Linked DNA regions of Sus scrofa: region 2 is linked to region 1. A link is a contact called in public HiChIP or PLAC-seq data. All regions are on one chromosome and are shown on one strand. The core of a region is the stretch at or near the end of the contact, and the rest is flanking DNA. Distances in the headings are between cores, read along the strand shown.

What was found. HiChIP or PLAC-seq counts read pairs in DNA pulled down with a chosen protein or histone mark.
Region 2: a contact with region 1 is called in an H3K27ac HiChIP or PLAC-seq map of alveolar macrophages. The contact joins the promoter of FMNL3 here to the promoter of KMT2D in region 1. A contact is called at or near these places in 1 of 5 promoter capture datasets (fetal liver) and 1 of 2 datasets of contacts at active chromatin or transcription factors (alveolar macrophages).

Annotation. Positions count from the first base shown.
Region 1 is chr5:15,088,318-15,094,238 of Sscrofa11.1, forward strand. It overlaps KMT2D (histone-lysine N-methyltransferase 2D), which reads right to left and starts at 3,305. Exons shown (of 56, transcript XM_021091593.1): 1 at 1,715-3,305.
Region 2 is chr5:15,643,856-15,649,776 of Sscrofa11.1, forward strand. FMNL3 (formin-like protein 3) reads right to left here and starts at 2,194. Exons shown (of 25, transcript XM_021091615.1): 1 at 1,820-2,194. The coding sequence starts at 1,945.

The sequences.
Region 1 (5,921 bases), core at 2,055-4,554:
GCCCAAAACAGCAAGGAAAAAGGCAGGGATTAATCTCAAGGCACTCTCCTCCCTGCCTCCCCCCCAGCCCCAAAGCTTTAACTCCATTTTCCCAGCCAAAGGGGAAATGGAGGCTTGGAGAGGTGAAAGGCTGAAGCAGGCCCTTGAGTGAACAGCTCTTCTGAAGGACTCAGGACTTCCTGGTTCCCAGCCTGAGAATCAAACCACATCTCTCCCCACCCCCATTTTGGGCTGGCCCTTCAGGGAGGAATCCAAATGGCAACAGTGACCCTTCAGACCCTCCGGACTATCCCTGGGTCATTCTAGGGTCAACCACAGCTAACAAAGACAGGTCTCTCCTAAAGTTCTTCAGGGCCAGACAACAGGAGAAACCGTCCATAGGAAGCAAGGGCAGAGGGCATGGGTGACAGCTCGCCTCATTGCAGCACCCCTGTGCCACCTCTCACCTCAGGGCTCCCACCCAGAAATCTTTCAAGGGCAAACTCCTATTTTCTCCTTCCCAAGACCAAGCTCGAAGAGGTAGAGCTGATGTATGTTGGAGGGGGTAAAGTGAGGAAGCAAAATACACCAGCCAAATCCCTGCTGGGCAGCATGACAGCTGTGAGAGGGGCTGTCCCAGCCCAAGGCCCAGAGGCATGAGGCTCATTCTGCACCCTTCATGCAATCATATACACACCCCTTCTCCCCAACCTCTCCTGCCAGGGCCGAAAACACTGGCTTCAGCAGACACAGCTCTCTGATCAGGTCATTTCTCTTCCAGAGAGGTACAGGCCACTCTCTTCTGCAGGGCTGGGACGGGATCAGAGGGCCAGTTAATACTCCCTGATGGGAAAAGGTTGGAGAGGTCTGGGAGGGGCCTGCAGGACTGGCCAGGGACTTATGGGCCACCAGCTCCCCACACCAGGCCCAAAGAAAGAGGGAGACAAAAGCCATTTTTTGCAACCCACATTCGCAGGGAGCAAATCTCAACGGTCTCCTCTATAATCCCCTAGAGATTATGTCCATCCCGAGAGGAGGGGAGGCAAAGCAGCCTAAGACAGCACTAGGCCTCGCTGGGGTCACTTTGCCAGGCAGGGGTAGTTTAAAGTTGAATAGCAAGGCCAGAGCTGCCCCCAGCCCCGCCTCCTCCTTGCCCCAGCCACCCCCTTCATCGCACTAGTCAGTTTCCACACACTCTCCCCAGTGCACAGGGTATAAGGCCTAGTGAAGGATCTGGGGTTCCCTGAGTCTCCCAGAGACTGCTCTGGGTGTCCGGATGGGCAAGAACAACCTTAAAGTCCAAACTGGCAATAAGTCTGACCTGGCAGTGGCACCCTACCCCCGCTCCCAAGTTGTTCCATTCCCAAGGCCCACAAGGAACCCTGAAGGAGAAGCAGCTGACTGGGATTGGTGCTGGCATCAGGGCTTGGGTCCTAGTTTAGTAGAGCTCCCCCCAACACAAAAATAAACAGGCAGAGAGGCTTTCTGGCCAGGTTCCCAAACTCCCGTGGTTCCCCAAACCCCCAGTCTTTAAAGAGGCACACCCCAAGACACCAGGCCTCCGTTCTGCCCTGGCGACTGGCTCAGGTTCCCTTGACAGACCCTGCCAAAGGAACCCTCCTCAGCTCTGGCACCCCTTTCTCCAACCTACAGGCCAGCTCCGGCCAAGATAGTCCATCTGGCTATGCCCCCAGTCCAACCCATTCTGGGCCCTGGCCGGGCGGACTTCACTCACCTCTTCACAGGGCGATCCAGAAATCCTCATCCGAGAACATGGCCAGAGCCCGGGCCGCTCCCCGACCTCCAACCGCCAGAGCGATCACAGCCGCCCCCCGCACGGGGGGGCTTAGGGGGGCCAAGAACGGTAAATCCAGGTCGGAGTGGCCACCCTTCCCCCCCCAAAAAAAGCAAGAAGCCAAAGAGGGGTTCTCTGCCTCGGGTTCCAGCAGTTTAGGTTTCCATGGACAGCCCCAGGGCGGTGAATCCCGAGCGGACACAAAGAGAGCACCGGTGGCTTTGATCTTGGGCGAGCAGGCTCCGCATCCGCGTCGCCCGGCGGCCTTTCAGTCCTAGGGCCGGGCCAGCGCCCCGGCCGCCCGCGCCGGGCTCGGGCGGAACGTCGAGGCTCTCCAGATGGAACGTCGAGGCGCCTCCCCAGCAGCCCGGAAGGAATGCCGCGCCGGCCCGCGCCGGGCCCGGATGGAACGTGAGACCCTCGCAGGAGCGCCGAGCCCCTCTCTCCGCTCGGGCCGGCGCCCCGGGGCCGCGCGAGCTACGGCGACGCGGAGCCGGCGGGGCCGCGGGGCTGAACCTGACACACACCCAGCGCCGGGCTCCTCGACCCCGAACGCTCGCCCTCGGCGGCTTCGAGCACCCCACCTTCTTCTCCCCCCCGGGAAGGGAGGAGGGTAGGTGGGCGAGGAAGAGGAAGGGGCGGGCGGTGCGAGCCCTCTGCCCGCTCCCCTCCGGCCGCTCCAGGCCCTGCGCTCGCCTCCCTTTCCCTCTGGCCTCGGGAGCTGCCCCGCCCCCGGCCTGGCCGGCTCTGATCGGCGGCACCCCCTCGACCCCCGGCTGGCTGTGATCGCGGGGGGCCTAGAGGTGCATGGCCCAACCCCGGCTCCCGGCGCCGGGGGGTCAGGAAACTGAGCGGAAAGTGGGGAACGAGGCAGCCATTTGCAACCGGAGAGGAAAGTAGTGCAGCGCGGCGCCGCTCCGCCTCCCCCCCTCCGCCTCCTGTTCGGCCGGTAGGGTGGTTCCTGCGAAGGGGCTATTTCCTGGCCCGAGATCCCGGCAGCGGTCGTGGAGATTCAGGAAGCCTCCGGCGCGAGATCCTGGGGGCCCTTTTGCCTGGGGAACCCCACTTGAGAAGGGGGAGAAAGGAGAAGACGCGGCCCTATTTTGTGTTGGAGCGGAGCGGCGGAGGGATCCAGCCCTCTCGGAGGAAAGGCTGTGACTCTGCAGTTCTACGCACACGCTGAGGGATCCCTCCGCCAATGGTTAACCCCGACCGCGCCGGGCCGGCCGCTGTGCAGACACGTGGGAATGAAGCCCCCCTCCTCTTCGCCCCGGCCCTGGAACTGCCTCTTTTACCGCCCGGCTAGTGAAACTAGGGCTCTGGCCACTTTCTAATTCCGTTTTCCCGGAGTTTTCGGCCCCTGAGACTCCAACTGCCCCTTGCCTCGGCCAGGGGCAATCTTCCCCGGGAGGGGGATGGAAGAAGAGCCAGGAGATTGGCCGCTGCTCTGCATCCTGGGAACTGGAGTCCGCAAATGGAGAAAGTGAGGCACGGCGCCTGGCGCTGCAAAGGGTGGGTTCCTGCCACGTTCGGGGGCCCAAAGGAAAGCGGATCGAGTGCCTGGTCGTTCCTTCTGGCTCTCAAACCCTCTCGAGAGGAAAGAGGACTGTTAGTGCCCCCACAATCACCTCCCCCATCAAAACATAAATGTAGAGTTTCCCGGGTGCTCCTACTCGCACCTCTAGTCTTTCTCTCCGGATCTTCAGGGCCTATGTCCCCTTTTTTAGTAAACAGAGGAGATGTAACTTGGAGCCTTGCTGCTACCTGGCCAGAATACTGTTACTCTAGACAAGATCCCAAAACACTCAACTTGCAGGCACCCCTCCCCCATTAGTCTGGATGAAAAGGGGTTGGAATAACTTCTCTGCATTAGCTGTAACCACGGCATGGATAAGAGGAGACAAATTAACAATGTGCTAGATACTTTATATCTTCTCATTCTTCACCCTCGTTATGAATTACGTGGAACTATGGCTGTATGAAGAGACTGAGGCTAAAATAGGTAAAATTGCCCAACGAATCACATCTAGTGAGAAGTTGAGCCATGCATGATTCAAATCAATGTTTTTCCTGGGGTGAGTGTGTGTTAAAATGTGGAGAAAAGCAGGCAGATCAAGTGCAGGGCTGGTTTTGTGGGAAAGGGTTTGCAGTGGTATCCAATAGAACTTTCTGCATTGATAGAAATGCACTATATCTACACTATTAATATGGCTTAGCCACATGTAGTTATTGGGCACTTTGAAATGTAGGTGGTGCAACTAAGGAACTTTTCATTTGTTTAATTTTAAAACTAAATTGAATAGGCATATGTGACTTGTGGCTTCCATATTGGGCAGTGCAGGAGACCTACATCCCTAGACCAGAGTTATAGGAGGGATCAGGACAAGGCGTGTCCTGTCCTAGTCACACACTGACATGTGCCCTGCACTTAGCCAAAAAGTCCAGCAGAGACCCCACACCTATCCCAAATATAGTGGAATAGGTTCACCAAGAGACAGAAATTTGAAAATATAATGCCTCTCCCTACTGTCTTCATCCAGAGGCAGGCAGGCAGGCCAGACCCTCACCAAAAAGACGTCCAATAACATGACAGCAAACATTTCTTACGGGTTTATTATATATAAGGAACTATGCCTAGGCATTTCATATGTCATTTCAGTTTCATTTTCACCTCAATCCTGTGAGAAAGCTTTAACTACACTTCAGAAAGGAGAAACAGAGAGGTTCAGAGGCTCAGAGAGGTTAAGTGTCTGGCCAAGGTCACAGAGCTAAGTGGAAGAGTAACTGTTTCAAGCCAACCATTAACCACTGTCCTTTACTACTAATCAGGCCTTGAGATTGTTTGATACACTTCTAGAAAACCTCAGATATGTGTTATTCTATCTCAGACCTTATGGAAATAACAGCAGAAGTGTAGGTACCCATAATGAGAATTCCAGGTCACATGTGCAAAAGGACGTCATTTTAGTGTAAGGAGAGAGGGTGATGACAACCTGACAACCATAAAGAGAATCCTAAACCTCTGAGACATTGCTCTTTGGAATATGCTCCTTCCAGCAGCCCTTATTTCTTTTTAGATTCCGGATGAGAGCTCCAAAAGCAGCTGGCAGGACTTCTGAAAACCAGCGTGACATACCATCACCCCCAACTGTAAGACTAGCTGGCTGGTCTGGAGCCAGGCAATAACAAGGTCACAGCTAAAAACCCCACCTACATTTTGTCCATTTTCCCCAACTAAGTGCATTGACAGAGTACCTCAAGTTCTTCAAGTTGCCAGGAAAGGTATGCCCTTCCTGTGAAGGCTACCATTCAAGTATCCTTATAAATCCCTGGAGAAGGTATTAGGCCAATTAGGCCCAAGGGCTACCAGGGGGGGTAGGGAGTAGAGGCCGGGTAGGACCAAACTTAGCCTTTGACACCTAAAAAAGGTAGCACAACTTCAAATGTTTGAAAGGTATGAAAGGAGCAAAGAGCATCCCTTTTATGGGTCTGAGGCATGTGGAAGTTCCCAGGCCAGGGATCGAACCATACCACGGCAGTGACAACTCCAGATCCCTAACTGCTGCACCACAAAAGCACTCCAAGAATATCCATTTTAATGAAAGGCATTGAAGACGAGGGTGGGGAGTGGGGATTGATATACATCGGGGCATTTTTTTCTTCCTTTCTCTTTTCTTTCTTTTTTTCTGGCCATGCTCCAGGGTGTTTGGAAATTCCAGGGCCAGGATCAAACCTGTAGCACAGCAGTGGCCTGAGCCACAGCAGTGACTGTGCTTGGTTCTGAACCCACTGGGCCATCAGGAAACTCCCAGGGCATTATTTCTTACTTTACTCGACTCTCTTTAGAAAGCTAAAATCTTCACAACACTTTAGTCCCTGCCTTTTCACTACTTCACTGTTCTTACATGATTAGGAACTAGGGTCTTTCTTCCTCCAGCCCAAACCCTATCCTCTCTGAGTTCCAGCAAATGCCAAGACCCCAGGAGGGAAGCTAGGTCAGCATGTGGCAGCTGGCCACTAGAGGGTGGTGTTTCTGTAGTTAAGGGGATGGTGAGCGTCTACAAATTTGGGAGGGAGTGGCAGCCAACAGGTTACCTGTATGGGCGAAAGGAGTAGAAAAGGAAAGTGGGAAAGGTGAGGAGGAGAT
Region 2 (5,921 bases), core at 944-3,443, 550 kb after region 1:
TTTATACAGAAAGGCAGGCTTGCAAGTGGGTGGTCTGGTCCCAGGCTTGACCTGGGCGCTCTGGCTAGTAATCAGGGTATCGTGTACATTTTGTGAATATTAAGCCATTAATCTGCCAACTAAACAGACTTGTCAGTTAAACTCCAATAAGGACATGATCGACTATGCTTCTGAGCTCTTGCGACAAACAGCCTGGCAGCCCCCATCCACTCTATCTCTGACCATCCCTTTCTCTCCATTCTCTGTAGCTACCTCATGCCACTCCATGGAGGTTTTTACACCCCCACTGGAGTGCAAAATCCCTCCTACTCTTTCCCCAACAGTTGAGCTCTTGTTCTCAAAGGCACCAAGTCCAAGGCTCTCCTCCTCAGCCTCTGAGATGGCCACGGCATATTAGTAATCACTGACTCACCCCATCCCTCTGAGGAGGCTGGGGGAAATGCAGAGGGCCACAGGATGTGTGGCCCAGATCCCTTTGGCCCTTCAGAGAGCTGATGGGCAGAGAGGTACCAGCTTCCCCTCGGAACCCATGTACCCCCCCTGATCTGGCTATGGTGCCAGTGGGCTGGTGTCAGACTCTGCACCATCAGAGTAGGCCAGGATCCCTAGACAGCTTCACTGATGCCAACAGATCTAATCATTCCAAAGCAGATGAAATCCAATAAGGCTGCTAAGTCCACAACTTATTCCTCCTTACAGGCAAAGGCAAAGTCGGCCCTTCAGGCCATAGTAACAATTACTGCAGTACTAACACTGCCTCTTAGAGAGTTCTTTGAGGAACTGGAAACCCTTTCCCCAAGTTTCTCTAAGATTTACCTCTGTTAGTAAATGTTCCATCTCCTAGTTCACTTTCTTTCTCCAAAACTTCATTTTTAGCTCCAACAGATTCTCTGGCTCCATCTCAGTGATACCAGCTCAGATCCTCTCTGTCCACAGAGCCACTGACATCAATGTCCAATTCCCACACCAAAGAATCCCAAAGTCAGCTCTAAAAACTCATCCATACAGATCACTTAGGAACCTACAGAAAGACTAAAAAAAGTACAGCCCCAAAAACCAAACCCAGTCGCTAGGGCTTAACATAAAAAGTGGGGAGGCGGGGGAGGCAGGATGGTTCGTGTATTGTTTCAATTGGAAAAATACACTAGTGAAATGGCTTATCCACATGTTCAGGCCTTTTAGGCAAACCCACTGTAACTTTGCAGGATGCCTGCAGGCCGTTCTGAAAATAAGAGGAATGGCAGCACTCTTTATTCCACCCTCTTCAAGAGCTGCCAGCTCCCCTCCATTCCCTACCCACCCCCCTCTCCCCCAAACATCTGGTCCCGGCTGGGAGTAGGACCCACTCCCTGGAAAGTCTCCATGTTAACATCAGAGGTGGTCTCCCCAGTCAGAGAACGCAGACTTAGGCTGAGGAGTGGGCCGGCCCTGCGCTTCTGAATTCCCCCCGCACCAGCCAGAGGCTTAGGAGTGAGAATTCTAAGGACCTGGGGAGACTGTCAGGGAAGTGGGGCGGGGGGGGGGGGGAGCGAGAAGGGCGGCAGAAGGGGGAGGGGCGAGGAAGAAGTCTGGGTCCCGGGGCGGTCCCGGGCTGGGGACCCCTCCTCTTAAGCGTCCAGCGGTTGAGGCGGTCGGTCGGGAGGTCCCTGATGGGGCTGCTCAGAGGTTCCCGGGAAGGCGCTGGGGGCCGAGGTCTGTCCAAGGCCCTGACTGAAGAGGTGGACCGGACCAAGGGACTCGGGCAAAGTCCCACCTGAGGCGCTGGGACCTGGGGGGGGGGGGGCGGTAGGAGGGGGAAGGGACTAGGCTCGGCTCTTACCAGCACCAAGGCGAACCTCTCCTCCAGCTCACAGGGCTCAGGCATCGGCATCTTGCCGGTCGGCGGCAGCAGCGAGACAGAGGGCGGCTCGCCCGGGCTCCCCTCGGTGCTCTCCAGGTTGCCCATCGCTGCGGGGCCCCCTCGGGGGCCTCAGCCCCCCACCTCCAAGCCCGGGGGTCTTGGGCTGGGCCTGTCGGACTCGGCTCCTCCCTCAGGGCCGGCTACCCTAGTCCCGACTCCTCGGCCGGGTCGGGGGCTGAGGGGCTCCTTAGGGTCCGGCAAGACCCGGAGCGGACAGCGGCACCGAAGCGACCGGCTCCAGCTAAAACCCGCCGCCTCGCCGCTCTCAGCGCGCCGCCCCGGCGCTGCCCCTCCCCGCCCCCCGCGCTCTTTCCCTTCCCCCCCTACTTCGCTTCCTCCCACCCACTCCCGGCCGGGACTCCGGCTTCCCCCCGAGCGCCGACTGCAGCCGCGCGCCCCATTCATGCAGGCCCCGCCTCTCGCCCACGGGCCTCCCGGGCAGCCCGCCTCGCCCCGCCCCCTCCTGAGTCCGATTGACGGCCTCAACTGCCAATCACAGTGCCTCCAGCACCGCGGTGGCCTCGCGCCTGGCGCTTGGCGCGCCCTGGCGGCCCTGGTGCGTATCTAATCATCGCAGTTGCTGAGGGCGTGAGGTGTTGGGTTGGTCCCTGGGAAACGGCCCTTTACCATAATAGCTCATAATATATACAAATAAATAAGATACAGGGCACCGAGTGAACAGATAACTGCAAGAGAAGTAGAAACGTCTAGGATACTCAGAAGTGGGAGAGAGACCACACCTGTTAGAGTCACGGTAAGAGGGAGAATTTGAATCGGGCATTTAGGAATGGGGACTACCTTAACTGCCTGAGACAGGTGAAAAGGATTTAGGAGAGGACCTTACCGACGTTCAAACGTTGATCTGCTTGAATGTGAAAATGGTGAGGCAGGAGAAGGATGCTGCTCTGGGCTAGGTCTATTGGGAGGGTCGTCATTTATGATGTGATGGCCTTCTGTTGTTTCTGCCACCCTGCATACCTCTTCCTCAAGCGATAACATCCCGTCTCCTTTTAGGGAACTACGTTCGCCTGTCCTCAGTCCATGTAGAGCTGAACTTCACCTCCATTCCAGGAGGTCCCATGACCCAGGCCTGGCGAATCAAAGCATTTTCTTCCTCTACCTTTGGAGACTGTTTTAGGAATTGACAGTTGACTTAAGCCAGAATATAAAACTCATTTCTAAGGCTTTCACTGGAATAATCAAGAAAGAGACATTCTCTTGGAGTTCCCATCGTGACTCAGTGGAAACAAATCTGGCTAGCATCCATGAGGACGCAGGTTCGATCCTTGGACTTGCCCTGTAGATTAAGGATCTGGTGTTGCCTTGAGCTGTGGTATAGGTTGAAGAGGTGGTTCAGATCTGGCGTTGCTGTGGCTGTTGTTTAGGCCAGCAGCTGTAGCTCTGATTCAATCTCTAGCCTGGGAACCTCGATGTGCCTCAGGTGTGGCCCTAAAAAGACTTAAAAAAAAAAAAGAGGCAATCTCTTCCCATACCATCACCCATAACACTTCAAGCTTGCTTGAGAATGAAGCCAATGCAGAGGAAAGCAAATGCTAAGGAGTTCCCTTGTGATGCAGTGGATTAAGGATCTGGCACTGTCACTGCAGTGACTGGGGTCATTGTTATGGTGCAGGTTCAGTCCCTGGCCCAGGAACTTCCACATGCTGCAAGTGTGGTCAAAAGGAAAACAGAACAACACCATACCAAGAACCTGAATCCAATTATGCCTGAAGTTATCACCTTGACTTTGCATTCATTTATTCAACAAATATTTACTAAAAAGCTCATTATATGTCAAATACTGTTTTACGCATTGACGATACATCTGTGAACAAAAAAGACATACATCTTGCTCTCCTGGAATTTGCATTATGGGTAGAAGAAGAGGTAGACAATAAACTAAGTAAAATGTACAGATGTCAGTGATCAATGTTAGTAAAAATAAAATGGAAAGGAGAGAGGTGGAAGGGGGTTAAAATTTTAAACAGGATGATCAGAGCAGACCTCACTGATAAAATAACATTTGGATAAAGAGCTGAAACAGTGAGGAAATAAGCCATGTGACTATGTGGGGGACGAGTGATCTAGACAGAGGGAATGGCAGCTGCATAGTATGTCTAATGTATTTGAGAAGCAGGAAGGAGACCAATGTGGCTGGAGTGCAATGAGCAAAGGGAAGGGTAGTAAAAGATGAGGTCAGAGGAGTTCCTGCTGTGTGGGTTAAGGAGCCAGTGTTGCTGCAGCTGTGGCATAGGTCACAGCTGTGGCTCAAGTTCAGTTCCTGGTCCAGGAACTTCCATATGCCACAGGTTTGTGGGGGGCAGTGGGGGAGGAGATGAGGTCACAAGGGTAACCATAAGTCATATTGTGTAGGGTGTTGTAGGCTACTGCAAAGACTTTGATTTTTCTCTAAGTGGAACAGGTAGCCATTGGATGATTTTGAGCAGAAGAGTGGTATGATCTAACTTATGTTTTAAAGGATTTTCTGGCTCTTGCATTGAATCAAACTGAAAGAGACATGGGGCCTGAAGGCCAGTTAAGGAGGCTATTGCAATAATATAGGTGAGAGATGATGGTAGTTTGGAGCAGGGTAGTAGCTGTACAGGTAGCGAGAAATGGTCAGAGTCTCCATGGATTTGAAAGTAAAGCCAATAAAATTGTTTGACAGTGTGAATGTAGAGGGGAATGGAAGTTAACTCCAAAGCATTTCACCTAAGCAACAGGGAAACTGACGTTTCTAGTAACTGAAATGGAGAAAGACTGTGGGAGGAGTAGATTTGGTGAGAGACAGCCAAAGGGGGAAGCTCAGGAATAGTGTTTTGGTCATATTGAGTTTGATTTGCAGATCGGACATCCAATTAGAGGTAGTCACTAGATGACTGGAAATGTATGAGACTGGAGAAGCAGGCTGACGATATTAATCATCAGCATATTGATGCTATTTAAAGCTGATATATTCTACTTTTGTGTAAGTCAGTCTGAGTTAGGTTTCTATTGTTTACAACCAAAAAGTGGAGTCCAGGGAATTCCCGTCGTGGCTCAGCAGAATGAACCCAACTAGTTTTCATGAGGATGAGGTTTCAGTCCCCGGCTTGCTCAGTGGGTTAAGAATCCGGTGTTGCTGTGAGCTGTGGTATAGGTTGTAGACGTGGCTCGGATCTGGCGTTGCTATGGCTGTGGTGTAGGCCAACAGCTGCAGCTCCGATTAGACCCCTAGCCTGGGAACCTCCATATGCTACAGATGCGGCCTTAAAAAGGAAAAAAAAAAAAAATGGAGTCCTTGTCTTTGCAGACCACTGAAACTCCCAGGAAGCTCAGCTTCTTCCAGTCAGTTGGACAAATCAGTTAATTCACATCTTGTCCCCTGTTTTCCTCCCCCACCCCACCCCAAACATACTTTCCCAATTGCTATAGCTGACTCTTCTAGGATAGACAAGCTATAACAAAACTAAAGACTTCCACTAGACAAAAATTTAGAATTCAAGAGGGGAAATAATTCATCAGTCATTTATTATGGATGCTCAAGTGATAGCTAGCAGAAAGGAAAGACTTGACAAGACAGAAACAGCAGTGTACTAACCTGTGCGATTGCTTGATACCAAACCTTTATTTCAGGTTTTGTTGACCACCAAATTTCTATACTCTAGGGTCTTCTGGAATCTGCTAGGTTACTGCATTCCTTGCTAACTCTCTGTTCACTCACCTTCAAAGCTTTCTTACTTTATAAAGGTTAAGTCCAAAACAGAATCTGTTATTCAGTGATGTGTATCATCTCCAAACCCCAATGCCTCTTCAATCTACTTTTCCTATCTTACCTGACTCTAATACTCATGAATGCTTTGCTTCAGCTGGAAAGATCCATCTCCATACATTTGCTGTGCAATCTTATGTCTTCAGCTTTGATCCTTGCGGTAAGACAGAGTAACGATTCCCTAAAGTATCCACATCCTAATCCCAAGAACCTGTGAATATGTTATTTTATGTGGCAAAAGGGACTTTGCAGATTAGATTAAGTTAAGGA